Linked DNA regions of Anser cygnoides: region 2 is linked to region 1. A link is a contact called in public Hi-C data. All regions are on one chromosome and are shown on one strand. The core of a region is the stretch at or near the end of the contact, and the rest is flanking DNA. Distances in the headings are between cores, read along the strand shown.

The links. A called contact is a pair of places that touch in the nucleus more often than the background predicts.
Region 2: a Hi-C map of liver shows a contact between it and region 1, with 2.3 times the contacts expected there. The contact joins two enhancer-like sites. A contact is called at or near these places in 2 of 7 Hi-C or Micro-C datasets (granulosa cells and liver).

Annotation. Positions count from the first base shown.
Region 1 is chr3:27,287,492-27,294,186 of Taihu_goose_T2T_genome, reverse strand. No RefSeq gene overlaps it. Among named protein-coding and RNA genes, the nearest start is that of TRNAI-UAU, 14 kb to the right of the region's middle. Within about 2 kb of position 5,341, at least 1 of the 3 cell types and tissues checked has open chromatin away from gene starts, as enhancers often do. A contact at or near this core is called in liver, where this site is marked.
Region 2 is chr3:27,463,576-27,470,495 of Taihu_goose_T2T_genome, reverse strand. No RefSeq gene overlaps it. Among named protein-coding and RNA genes, the nearest start is that of TRNAI-UAU, 190 kb to the right of the region's middle. Within about 2 kb of position 1,300, at least 1 of the 3 cell types and tissues checked has open chromatin away from gene starts, as enhancers often do. A contact at or near this core is called in liver, where this site is marked.

The sequences.
Region 1 (6,695 bases), core at 4,092-6,591:
GAGCTTTTAACAATGATGAAATCCCAACATAAAACTAAATGTTGTAGAGTAATAAGTCTTGCATTGAGTACCACTGTCCACAGAATAGATGAGTGAGTGTTAGTTTTATCAAAGCTGTGTTATGGATGACCTAGAATAATAAGCTTGCACAATAGCATGCTCTACTTTCTGGCCAGATTCTTCTATTTGCTAATGTAAAATGACAGGCACATGCATACCTATGTGGATTCAAATATGCATGGCACCCCCACTGGTTTAGACAAACTAAACAAAGCTGAATTACCAACTCTGCTTCTTCTTTTGAGTCTTCAAACTGTGTGCCAGTATACCTGAACTGATTGACAACAGAAACAAAGTAAACACACAAAGACTTGGTTCAAGTCCAGCAGACATGGGGTTGCAAAGCTTGAGCACCGATAATACCCACAGCACACAAAAAAGCTGTGCATTGTTTAAGCTTCTCTACTTGAAGAAGGGAAAAAAAAATGTGACTTGGAAACAACAAAACCGCTGGATCTTGGGAAGTCACTTTAATTCTATTGGAAAAGAAGTGCAGCAAAAATGCCAGTCAAATAAGATCTAGTTTTTCTCTTAAAGCCATAGGGTAAAGTCAAAAACCACAGTCTCACTCCTATACACATTTCCCTATCGGCAGCAGAGGCCTGTGGCAAGTGCGCTAATGACAAAGGAATTGCTGCTGCATCCACTTCGATTTCCAACTGCAGCGAGAGAAGAGTGAAACTCAGTCCAGAAGAACTCCACCGCTTCCCCGAGGGCCAGCTGGATCTGCCTGCTTTGCTAAGCAGAGAACCATCCCTGCTTCTATTTCTGAGAAACCCTTGGCTCTGTAGGAGATGCGTGCTGCCACAAGATGTGCTGGTGCTTCAGATCTGGTTATCCCTTTATAGTAGCACTTCCCCTTCTACATTTCTGAATTAAGTGTCAGAATTGCACGTTGAAATTGCCGTAAGGGGTGGCATAATGCTCTTTGGTTTGTCAGGGAACATATTCCTTAAGATTTACTGAGGAGGGTCGTTCATTTTGCTGGTTTGTTTGCGCATGTGGGATTTCTCAAAATGAAAGGGTGAAATGGGTGCTATCGCAAGTAGCTATCAGATAGCAGTGGCCTAAGACTCCATGTACATGAAAAGGAATACAGGCATGAATTGCAATGAGGGGTTAAAGTAGTACAATTACAACTGATGATTTGCTCTGTTGCTACTCCAGATATTAAAATATGAAAGGAGCCAAAGAAAATATTAGATATCATAAATTCAACATCCCAGTTTATAATTTCTCTGTTGAAAAGTATTTTTGAAGTTCCTATATCCTGCAAGGATAAGTGTAGGCATAGTATCATGTTTCTGTAGAATCCTAATAAGAGTTTTGGATTGCCTGAATTCAGGTGAAACACGTGGCTTTATTAGACTTCAAAACAAACAGCCTAGACATTCAAAATACCACATAGAAATAGAGAGCTAAACAAATTCCCGAGCAATTCACTTCAAATACATGCTCTGTACTTTCATGCTACACAATGAAGACAGAGCACTCCATTTTCTCATTTAGGAGCTGAGTCATAAAGACACTATCCTGCTGGTAAATGGGATGTTCCAGAAGATGCAAGCAAATAGTCGTCCAAGTACAACTTTAAAAAAGGCATGTGTCTTGAGTGATAAGTATTACTTTTGCTGTTCTCATTCCCACTGCAACTTTTACGAAAAACTGCAGACTTCAACATAAAAATGAAAGACTTTAAAAGTTTAATATTAAAAAAATCCTACATAGAAGCAAATACTGTATTTTATAATGCTTGTTCTGTTCTTGCCCAGAGAAGTTAAATATGCTAAACATCCAACTCCAAGGAGACACAAATCCCTTTGCTTTTGTTCCTTATCTGTAAGAAGAGGATATTGTGTCTTCATTTTGAAGGGATGCTATAGAGGAATCATTTAAATATTTGTGGGATGTTACAGCAGCAAGAAAACAGAGCCAACAACAGTGTGTTCACAGATAAGATGGGAAGGACCACAGAGTTTGAGCTAATGCTTTAGCTGAAATCCAAACCTTAAAAGTTGAGTCTTGCCATGCAATTATCCCACTTCCCATCTGAGAAACGGAAGACTACTATGCTTCATCATTCACTCAGTGAAACGGAGACCATCAGGCACATACACAGCACCACTGAGTCACGACCAGACCCTTCCACCAGCAAGGATCATTACCATTTTCTTGCTGCAAACCAAAGTCATTCCTTTGATTTCACCAAACTGAAGAGTTGAATATCAATGTTTTAAAATCTTTTGTTTCCTCATGGAATGAGGAAATAACTGATTCATACATTACATGACATTGTGACTTCATGCTGTCATGCCAAGCAGTAACCCTGTAAAGTGAAAGTCACAGCTGCACTGGATACCACACATCTTACTTGATAGAGGTGGGACATCTCTCCTCTGCTTTTCCACACAGAGCCTCTCCCCCACTCCCAAACAGAAGCTCTGCACCTTTTCATGTTTCAGAGCCCTTTCCCCAACAGAAATAGCTGCATCCTCACTACCACCTCCACATCCCAAGTATGGCTGCTGCCCCAGAGGTACAAGGTACCCCTCTGACAGAGCTGATCTAAGCAGTCCTGTTCTCCCCTTGTACTTAACTTTGGAGCCCAATGCTGGCCCCCACACACATAAACATGGGTGCCTGGCCTCGTGTACCCAAAAACTGGTCTGCTTTTACCAGCTGTACCAGCCCAGCTCTGAGACAGACGTTATTAGGCACAGGTTCTTTTCCTCATGTCCTTACACAGCTCTGCCAAAATCACTACACACAAATAAACAACACACCACATAACAACGACAAAATCTCAGAACACGATAGTTTACTCTCTGGAAAGATGAAACAGATTCCAAGTTCTGCAAGCATATTTGTCCAATTTCAGCATGTAAAATATGCAGCATTCCCAGCCCAGTTCATAAAGCTTTTAGCAGCTATAAGGATCTCTTTCCAAATGTTGGGGAGTCTTCCTAGAAGGCTTTCAGAGGCCTTTTACTCAAAAAGAAATGCTGTCCATAAAGGCCAGGAAACAATTTCTTTAGGCAAACTTTAGACTCCAAGTTCCAAAGGACTGAGATGCTTTGAAAGCCCTTCGCCAACTGACTTTGCCCCACTTTGAAAACAAAAGGAACTCTTTAGAAAGCACTTTCTTAAAGCTGTTAATCCTTTAAAAAGAAACAATTCTTAAATTATCTGCCCTATAAAAGCAAACAACAGAGCCCAAGGGAGTCTTTTTGTAAGGTTTACATAGCAATTTGAATAGGTTCCTTCTAAAATGTACACGATATGCAAATAACTGTTACAGAGCAGTAACACATGAAAACACATCTTTTATGCTGTTTAATTGAACATGTAAATGAAGAACACTTATCTCGTATTCAGGAAGTATAGGCAACTACGAAATACATTCTACTAAAAAAAAAATGTTATTTAGCAAAGATCAAACCCACTGCCTTCAGAAGTGCTGGCTTACTGTCAAAAAACCCAACTCATTCATTAAGAGCATCAAAGAGGAAAATGATGGCAATTTTTGTCACACAGACTACATAACCCATAAACACTGAGCTACCAGTACTCCACATTTGGTTATACACACTCCACGGCATAAGTACCATTTAAAATAATTACTACCTCAGCTATGTCCACTGCAGTGGGGATTTGGGGAACTGCTGAATATCAACACATTCACCTCATCTCCACAGTGTTGCTCACCATCTTGAAGATAAAACAGATTTAAGTTGTTTGTAACATCCTCTGAGAACACAAGTCACAAAATCCAGCATTTCATTAAATTATGAAAACAGTCATTTAAACTCACCAGAAGTAAGTTCATTCAATCCTGAAAGAACACATAAGTGTATATTGCAGATGAGGAGTCTTTTTTTTTTCTTTAAGACTATGTCAAATTCAGGATATATTCTATGCTACTGCCAAAGCAACACCAGGAATTAACACCCCTTTAAGCCTATTGTTACTGTAGTGTGATTTTTCTTAATATAAAATGTTATCCCAAATTCAGTGATAGACATCAGAAGATATTATGCCATACAACCTTCCAGCAGCAGAAGCCATTCAAAGTAACCACCCTCCCCAGAACTGTTCAGACAAAGCAAAGGAAGGTAGTACACACAGGTAGGACAACTCTCTCGAAGACAGACCTATTTTCTGTCGTTCTTTTAAGCTTTTTTTATTATTATTTCTAATGACACACACAAACATTATACATCCTCAGGATTTACTCTGAAGTGATGTGTGAATGCTGGTTTAGAATAAGTGCCTTGTCTCAGAAACGTAATGCCCAAACAGACACAGGAGCTTGATCATCTGATTTAATTCTGAAACAAAACTCTGGAAACTCATTTGGCTTTTGGTAAGATCTCTTGAATGGAGATATACTTAAGAGTTTTTGTTGTGGTTTGGTTGCTCCCCCCCCTCCCCCTTTATTTTTTAAATTTCATTTATTTAAGCCTCTTTTCCTTTGGGAAAGGGGATGTTACTCTATAAAAGCAACACTGACCACTTCTTACAGAAGACATAGTTCTCCCCTACAAAAGAACACAACATCCTGCTCCCCACAGTTAACAACTTAAAGCAAAGGATGCTCAAAGCATCCAGAGTCTCTGTGCCAAAGCTTTAAAATGTACCCAAGATGAAAGATAATTAATACCCCCTTTTAACAGTATATGTACACGTGGCAGTGATTCCCAGCCTCCTTGTGCGCCTTTAAAGAATAAAATAAAAGGTCACTAATCTTTTCAAAATATTTTTCTCCTGCAACATTAAGAAAGCTCTTGTTTTGCATTTTGTTTTAAGCAGGCTTATGCATCTTCCAAGAGCAGCCCAATTTTCATGCCACTGATATTCTCAAAATTCTCCCATCCAAGTGATATTTGCATATGCTAAATTCATTCCAGAATATCACGTCCTGACAGCATATAGCTGGAGAACTATTCATTCATCTCTGCAAACTACTCTGGCACCTGCAACATTCTACTTTGATTGCAAAAAAAAGGATAAGAGTTTCACAATTTTGATTGCGGTTTATTTGCTTAACAAAGGGCAGAATCATACCAGAGGGTAGCCCAAATTATTCAGCTTGAACTTTGCTTTGCTTATACTAATATACACTTATTTTGACCTGCAAGGAAGGAGAGGGGAAAGGAAAAGAGAAAGGTTTCTTCTCTTCAGTCACTCTCAAGTGAAACTCTAACGTAGGTATATAAAGCTTCCTTTCCATTTGTATCATCATACTTGTTTCTACTCAACAGTTTTGCGAGCATAATCTGCAGCAGAGGTATGTTTTAACCTCTTTCTGAACAGTTGCACTAGTTGGACCTGGTTTCCATTTCTTATTGCCTTGTGTTTTGCACTGCCATTTACATCAGTGCTAGCTGCTTGCAATACAGTCCATTCAAAGTGCGCCTTGTCTCAAACCTAAAAATAGCTCCGTATTCTCCCTAAGGAAGCACATGAAAAATGAGTTCTCTTGCACAGTTTAGGATTATGTATATAGTCGTTCATCATGGATAGATGTCTACCTGGAACTAGAAGCTTTTCTCTGGAGAGGTCACTGAAGTCAGTCCTTTAGAAGCAGCAAGAATTTTCGTTTCCTTCACCTTCTTAGTGGAACGCCCATGAATCAGCAAAAGGTGCTGGTGGGGACCCTCTCCAATTTTTCCTATTACTGCTATACATTGACAAGTTATAGTGTAGAATCACGCACATGCTTCGTATACAAATGTAGTATTCTTAACTGATTCCTCACAGAAAAAAAAAAAACCAGTATTGCATCTGAACCTGTAACCACTACAACTTTTAACAAGGTAACATCTGCTTGTATATTGATCAGAGCCTGTAACCAAGTTGCCTACAAGATATAGTATAAAGCACTAGGAAACTCAGTTTATTTTTTTCTAGAGAAGAAAAGGGGTTCCAGTCTTAAAGGTCTAATAAGCAGGAAGGCACTTACAGCTCTATGCACATAGTTCCAGATCAAAGTCTGGCATCTTCAAGGTATTTGCTAATATTTTTACAAATAAGAACAAGTCTATCAGATTACCTCCTTCCATCTCAAAGCAATTACTTAAAGAGTTAACAAAAAATTGGGTATACTAGTATTGCTTTTTAGTACAGTATTTTCTTACGCAGCACACTGGTATTCTCCATACAAAAGCCATGATGATAATTAGGTATTGTTACAGACTCATCTATTAAGACCTGTATTTCAAAACATTTTAGAAGTGGTTTTGGATTAATTCTTAGTTGGCAGCTTCCTACCAGCCTGAGTAAAGAGTTGCAGAGCCACAGCTAGAAAAATAAAGTTACAGAGTGCAATGCTGCCATCTGCTGAAAATTGCTTGTCTTAATGGCCTAATAGCTGTTTCCAAAGGCTCGGTTACAGGCTTTTGAGCATTCAAACCTATTTAAATCTATATAATCTAATCAATTTGAGAAAAAGTAACGTATTTTCTGATCAAGCATTTGTGCATGCAGACAAGTTCTACTGCAGTCAAGGACAGCAGCTGTACTTCCCATTAATGGGAGGGCCACCAACACTCATTAAAACTCCACAGATTTCCATGCACTGTGCACAATGCAGCACAGAAGACCTGGGGAAGGTGCCTCCTGTTCACAGCAGGACC
Region 2 (6,920 bases), core at 51-2,550, 180 kb before region 1:
AACATTTCCTTAAACACACCCAGGGACAGTGACTCCATCACCTCCCTGGGCAACCTGTTCCAATGTCTAACTATTCTTTCTAAGAAGAAATTTCTCCAAATTCCCAATCTAAACCTCCCCTGGTGCAACTTGAGGCCATTCCCTCTTATCCATTGACAAAACAATGAAAAAAAGGTTAGCAGCTTTATGCTATCTAACTTTTTGTGAGTCAATGTAGAATTCATTTCTCTATCATGAGAATTATTGACACACCTGAATGCTGTGTCTGCAGTTGCCAGACAGTGTCAAAAGTTCTCCTTGGATATAGGGACAGAATAAATCTGAAGCATGGAGCTGTTGTGTTGGTCTCCTGCCTTCTATGTGTGAAACACAAAATTATCCCCCCTTTAACTCATAGAATCATACATTGGAAAAGGCCTTCAAGATAACAGGGTTCAATCATAAACCTGATCTGCAAAGACCTATCACTAAATGATGTCACTTAATGCCACATCCACACCTCTTACGTACCTCCAGGGATGCTGACTCCACCTCTTCTCTGGTTAGCCTGTTACAATGGCTAACCACCCTTTCTGTGAAGAAATTCTTTCTGCTATCCAATCTAAACCTTCCCTGCCACAATTTGAGACTGTTTCCTTGCATCCTATCACCTGAGAAAAAGAGACCAAAACTCTCCTTGCTGGTACCGCCTTTCAGGAAGTTATAGAGAGTGATAAGGTCTCTTATCAAGGTCTCTTACAAGCCCAATAACAATTCCCTCAGGTGCTCCTCATATGTCTTGTTTTCTAGTCCTTTCACCAGCTTCATAGCTCTTGGGGTCTGTGAAGACCCCAGTTTGAAGTGTAGTGAAGAAGCCCCAATTTGAAGAGAAAAAACAAACAAACAAACAACAACAACAAAAAAAACAACAAACCATGCAAAATACCAACACAGATTCATGGGAATTGTGAAATTCATTTCTTTAACACAGATTCCTTCCTGCCAGCTCAGATGTTATGGGACGACACTCGACACTAAATTCCCTTCCAGAGCTGAAATTAGCCCCTGTGGTGCACATGGATGAACTGCTTTCTACTTAGTCCAGTCACTTCTTGAGTATGTTTATTGTTTGCTAACAAGTAGAAGAAATGTACCTAAACCCCTTAATCCTCAGAAGTTGTGCCATTATGACTGATGCTGACTTGATTCTCTTCCCTCCAAGTACCAGCTGTAGAATCATTTCCTGACCCTTCAGAATTGTACTACAACATGAAGTCTTGATGTGAAGGGTAGAACAGACTGTTTTTCTTAACTTTCACTATGATTTGTAGATTTCCTTCTCTAAGAAGGAAATAGAAACAGGATGTACACCTGATCAGCACCACATCAGAGACGCAATAACCTACATGCTGTAATCTACAAGAGAACAGGTGCTGATGTCTGTCAGTCCCTGAGGAGAAGGGATTGAAAAAGATCTTCCTCTCCTCACTGCTTCTTGATGTTTTACCTTTCTTTAGTGCTCCATTACAAAAAGTAATGTTGCGTGAACAAGTGCAGCCCTGGCAAATGAGCAGTAACTGTCCCTTGCATTGCTATTACTGAACCATATCGATAGGCAGTTTAATCTTTGATGGAAAGCAATTGCTCAATACTTTCTACTACACTGACCCACAATATAACGTTATTTGGAAGAATTTGTTCCCGTGTTTTTGTAACACTGTAATTGGGTAACATCAGAAGCTGTAAATTCAGTGGTGATGTGAACATAGTGTCTTGAAATGCCTTGAATGTGGAGGTTTTATGTTTGAAAAATCAAAAATATTTCTGGTTCATTACTAAAAATCTGAAAACATAAAAGTGGATGTACTCACATCCTTTTTAGATTACGTTCCCCTGCACTAGACAGAAAAATATCTGTGTTTAAAAGCTTGATCTTGGGAAAATTCAAAATTTCTGAGTCTAGTATAAACTCCTGTTCCACTCATTGGTTCCTGCCTTGACATCCCCCATTGTCCATGATCCTCTTGCAGCACAGCTCCCTTATGGGCACGTTCCTGTCTTCCTCTCATTTGTTTATGCTCCTGCTTTGTTTTTTGTTCTGTAAATGCACCAACTGTCCTTACCAAACTCAGCCTGTGAGACAACTACTGCTAAGCTTATAATGTGGAAAGCTTTCTTGGGTTTCCTTCCGTACCCAGATTAAGCAAAAATTTACCTGCTTCATTTCCAATACGAAATACTTTCCACTATAGGATTGAAAAAGTGCAACAAATGTCCATCAGAAAGACATCAGCAACCAAGATAGTTTTAATACAATCCCTTTATATTCTTTTTGTGCCATTTCAGTCCTGTTATATATGAATTCCTGAGTATTCAGGTGTATTCAGCTGTGGAGTACATGATAGATTTGTCTGCAAATAGGAGCTGGTTAACATTTTCAGAATCAGAATATTTCAGGTATTATAAATCATGTTTGCCTGCTTCTTTTCAGAAAACTACAGAGAAATGGCAAACAGCCACACCATGAGTAAAGCTGTGTATTGTTGTTTTAACTAGATCAAAGCAGTGTCACAAATAGGTTTTTAAAAAATACACACTCTTGTTTGCACACCTATGTAAATCCTTTTCTAGTGATTTAGGTAAAAATAGTCACCTCAGCAAACATTTGGAGGCACCTAAACTTGTCTCAGATACACATGTACTTAAATTACTTCTTTTTATGGAAGAATCATCATACGCCCAAAATCATATTGCATTTCCCTCCTCATCTAATTTTTTTTTAGCAATACATTGCACTGTGGAAATTGATGTTATTAGGGTTCACAATAGCATACGTGCTATTGTATGTAGATTATATGTATCAGAGGATAAAATTCTTAGAACTGTCAAACTTCTTCAACAGCTAATGCTGTCACACCAGTTATTTCTCTTCCACTGCATTAAAAACAGCTTTCATGACAGGACACACAGAAATAAAAAAGAACTGGGAACAGACATTTATAGAGACAACGTACAGAGAAATTTAGAAAACATTACTATGGTGATATTCCCCTTCTACAAGATCCACAGAACACAGGACTGCCTTTCTGCCCATAATATTTTACCAGTTAATTTATGTAGGCACATCTAATCCATTCCTGCAGACTCTCCCTTGACTGTAACTCTAATCATTTCCCTACGTATACTGAAAGTGAAATACCTGGCCGCACCCTCTAGGAATGCTTTATTTGATCGTCCTCTCCACAGCAACAAAAACCACTCTGCTGAAAGCCATTCCTCAGCTTTGATCTTGAAGCTGTGAACTATGCTACCAAGAAGGCCTAAGAGAGCCCACGTTCAGTTTCCTTTGCAAGCATGCACAAACTGTGGCATAAAGAAACCAGCCTGCCCAGGCATATCCGACACCTCCCCACGAATCCAGCTAACTCATAGGAGTGAGAAACTGGATATGCTTTCCACCAGACCATCAGAGCCAGCCATGTATTCTTAGGTTTGTATCTCTCTGCAAGCTTTCCAGTAAAATAAAGGAAAAAGATGATGTTGCTTTGAAATATACCCATGCTTGTTTTGAGTAAGCTATGTAAATATTATTAAGCAATAACAGTATATGCCTTACAAAGACAGATACTGACGTACAAATACACTTAGATTTCAATATTTAATTTTACTTTTCCATGGTGAGAGAAATTAAACTAGAAATCAATGCTCTAAATTCCTTGCAGCCAATTTAATAAATGCCATTTTATTTGTTAATTGGAGTATACATATTCAAAGGCATGCACTCTTCCTCATACACACAGAAACCTACACAGAAATTAAACCACTGCAGCAACGTAACTACAATATCCTATGCCTTTCATGGGACATGTGGAGCAAAGTATGAATAGACAATCCATATGGCTCTAAATAGGATTTTCCTTACCATGAAGTGAGTAATGAAATTAATTATCTACAGTTCCCATTAGCAGGAAAGAAAAAAAAGATGGAAGGGGACAGGGGGGAGTTATAAGAAGAAGGCAGCAGCTGGAGATGGGGATGCGTGGGGAAGCTGGTAGCAGATTTGTCGCCCTGTGAAGGAGACAAGGAAGGTGTTGTCCTGGCTTCTGTCATGCTGCTCCGCTCACCTAGTTGAGGTAGAGACTTTGCTCCTCTATGTTTAGCTTACATGGGATACAAGCTGTCATTTTTATTGACAGTTTGTTAGAAAAATCTATTTCCACTTGGTTAGGGAACATTCTGCAGACATGCTGTGTGTATTCTGGAAAGAGAACTGAATATGATGATGATGAGTATTGAAAATAGTAAACAAACTTCCTGAAGGGAGACATTTGGTTCTAATGGATGAAAACAAGTTTATTATTATTTTTAAAATGTATTGCAAATACCATAAGGAATGTAAAAACAAAATGTAACCTAACATGGATTGCCCGACTAAAACATTTGCAGGTGGTTATGGGATTGGTGTACCACATAATTCTTACATGTTTTTGAGGTGTACAGGAAAGTTCAGCAAATATGGGGTACATTTTGTGTCTGTCCTTATGCTGTTAGGACATATTTGTTTCTGTTGTTGCTAACTGCCAGGCTGAGACATATACTCCAAATTAATCTGCAGAAAACAGGAAAGAAAGCAGCAACTTAGGTCAGTCTGCAGACACTAATACTGGAAGCAAATTAGCATTTGAATAAAAGTTCTTTTTCTTGATGTTGTTAATGCCTATACAATTAGGTTTAGCAAGAAAGCTATTCTGCCGACACTTCAATTAACTGGAAAAAAAAACAAACAGCTTTTTCCTATGATGTGTTTGTCACATCAGTGTCCTACAGAGGCTGAGCTAACAAGAACAGGCTGAGGGGAGTTGTTCAGTGAAGCACAGTACGTGGCTAATCCTGCCATGGGCACTCCAGACCAAAGGTGACTTGTGTCTGACCAGTTGGCAGTACAGACTGAGTAGGTCCAAACTGTCACCACGCATTTTAGAGCAACAGTTTTCATGTTCTGAACATTCTGAGCTGAAGAGGAGAAAAGCAACTAGTAGTCTTGGAGCTTGACTAGAAGACATGGGATTTAGAAAGTGAATTTCTTCTAATACGGGACACCATCTTAACAACAAGCCTCTCTACTACTTTAGTAACTTATTATGTTTTTATATTATTTTATTTTCCAAGAGGACAGCATCAACCACAGAGCCTTGTGTAACTTGCAGCTCTGAGTATTACTATCCTTTTTATCTACTTATGTTTTTATTGTAATTTCAATTAGCTGCAACATTTCTTTTTTTTTTTTTTTTTTCACTAAATTGGTAGATGTTAACATTGTATCTGTTCCCCACCCCCCAGGCTGCTATAAGCCACAACAGGGGCAGTTTCACGTGCATGGCATATGAAACCATTGCTATCCAGACAGTTTGGAATACCAAGTCCAGTGAGGTTTTTCCATTTTCCAATGGAAAGACTTGTGTCAGAGGTCTCCAGATCAGGGCCAGAGCTTGCAAGCTTAACTGGCTGAGATGTAAAGTACACAGATCTTTTGATATGGGCATTACTGCATAAATGCACATTAATGTAAAAAATCGTCATCTCATTTTGATGACATCACTACATAGATTTAAGGCTTCTTAAGCAGTCCAGTTCTTCCTGTACCAGGCAAGCGATAACTGGCCTACATTCAGAGTTCAAACGCTTCTGTGTGTTTGAAGAGTTCACTCTGCTCAAGGAATACTGGAGATTTCATAGGTGCCTTCCCCAAAAGTTTTTGCAAATGCATTAGCTGCCTAATTGATGAAAAAATGTCACAAGAAACTGCAGCCACTCATGACTGAAATAATTTGTGTTTGAGCTATGGGACATACATTTCTTTCTTCCCTAGGGCATGCAGTATTTGGACCAACACTTGAAAAATCCTCAGATAGAAGAATTCTGTCTTAGCATTATCCTGTATATCAAATCTGAATAGGTCTGAAATGGCAGCCAAAGAGCATTATAACTTCTTCAGTTGAAACCAATAATCTTGATCCATCACATTTGGGATCAAGGACAGCACAGAGGACAGGAAGGACTTTAAAGAGATAGATGGAAGGTCTGCTGTCAGTGAGCAGATATCCATTCTCATCCTCCTGATCTTCCAACATTAACCAACATCATCAGTCCCAGGGTATGCCAGGGATCCAAAGAGAATGTGTTGAAATGATTTAAATCATTCCCTCCAAATAACAGTAACAGGAAACTGCATATCCATCCTTATACTCCTCATTTACACTTTCAAAAAGACCTATTCTCACTCAAGATATTTTCAACACTTCCATGAACTAAGAGAATGACATAAATTGGTCAGGAACATGAAGATGGCACATACCTCTGCTTGTATTCCATGGCAGTGATCATTTGAGTACATAGTTTAGGACTGCCCCTAAATTTTTGTTACCAAACACTTGTAACAGCCACATCTATGCATTACATATTTACCATCTCTGGGCGAGTGAAAACTCTTCCAGTTTGTCCTTACTTACATGCAGTAGTTATACCTCCTGTCTCCAACAATGCATAACGCTCTTTAAAAATATCTGTCAGTATAGCACTTGAAGCAGCATGGATTACAATAAATCCACCACACCTTTTCTCCATTCTCTGCATTGCCTTCTTCCTTAAAACTGAGTGAAGGTCTTTACCTTCAAAACACTCGGTGACCTGTCACAAAGATAATGTGAAAAACAACTTACAGAATGATAGAAAATGCCGACTGGCAGTAAATAGTCAGGGATTTTCTATCACAATACCTTCTAATGAAAGGTAATAGGGCTTATTTGTGCTGAAAAAGGGTTTTGGACGCCAATCACAAACTGAGGAATGAGCTCCATCAGAAACTATGAGTCATCATAAGCATTTCCACCTCTTTCTCCAAATGCATCACATCATCCTTGTCCTGAACTCTCACATCAGCT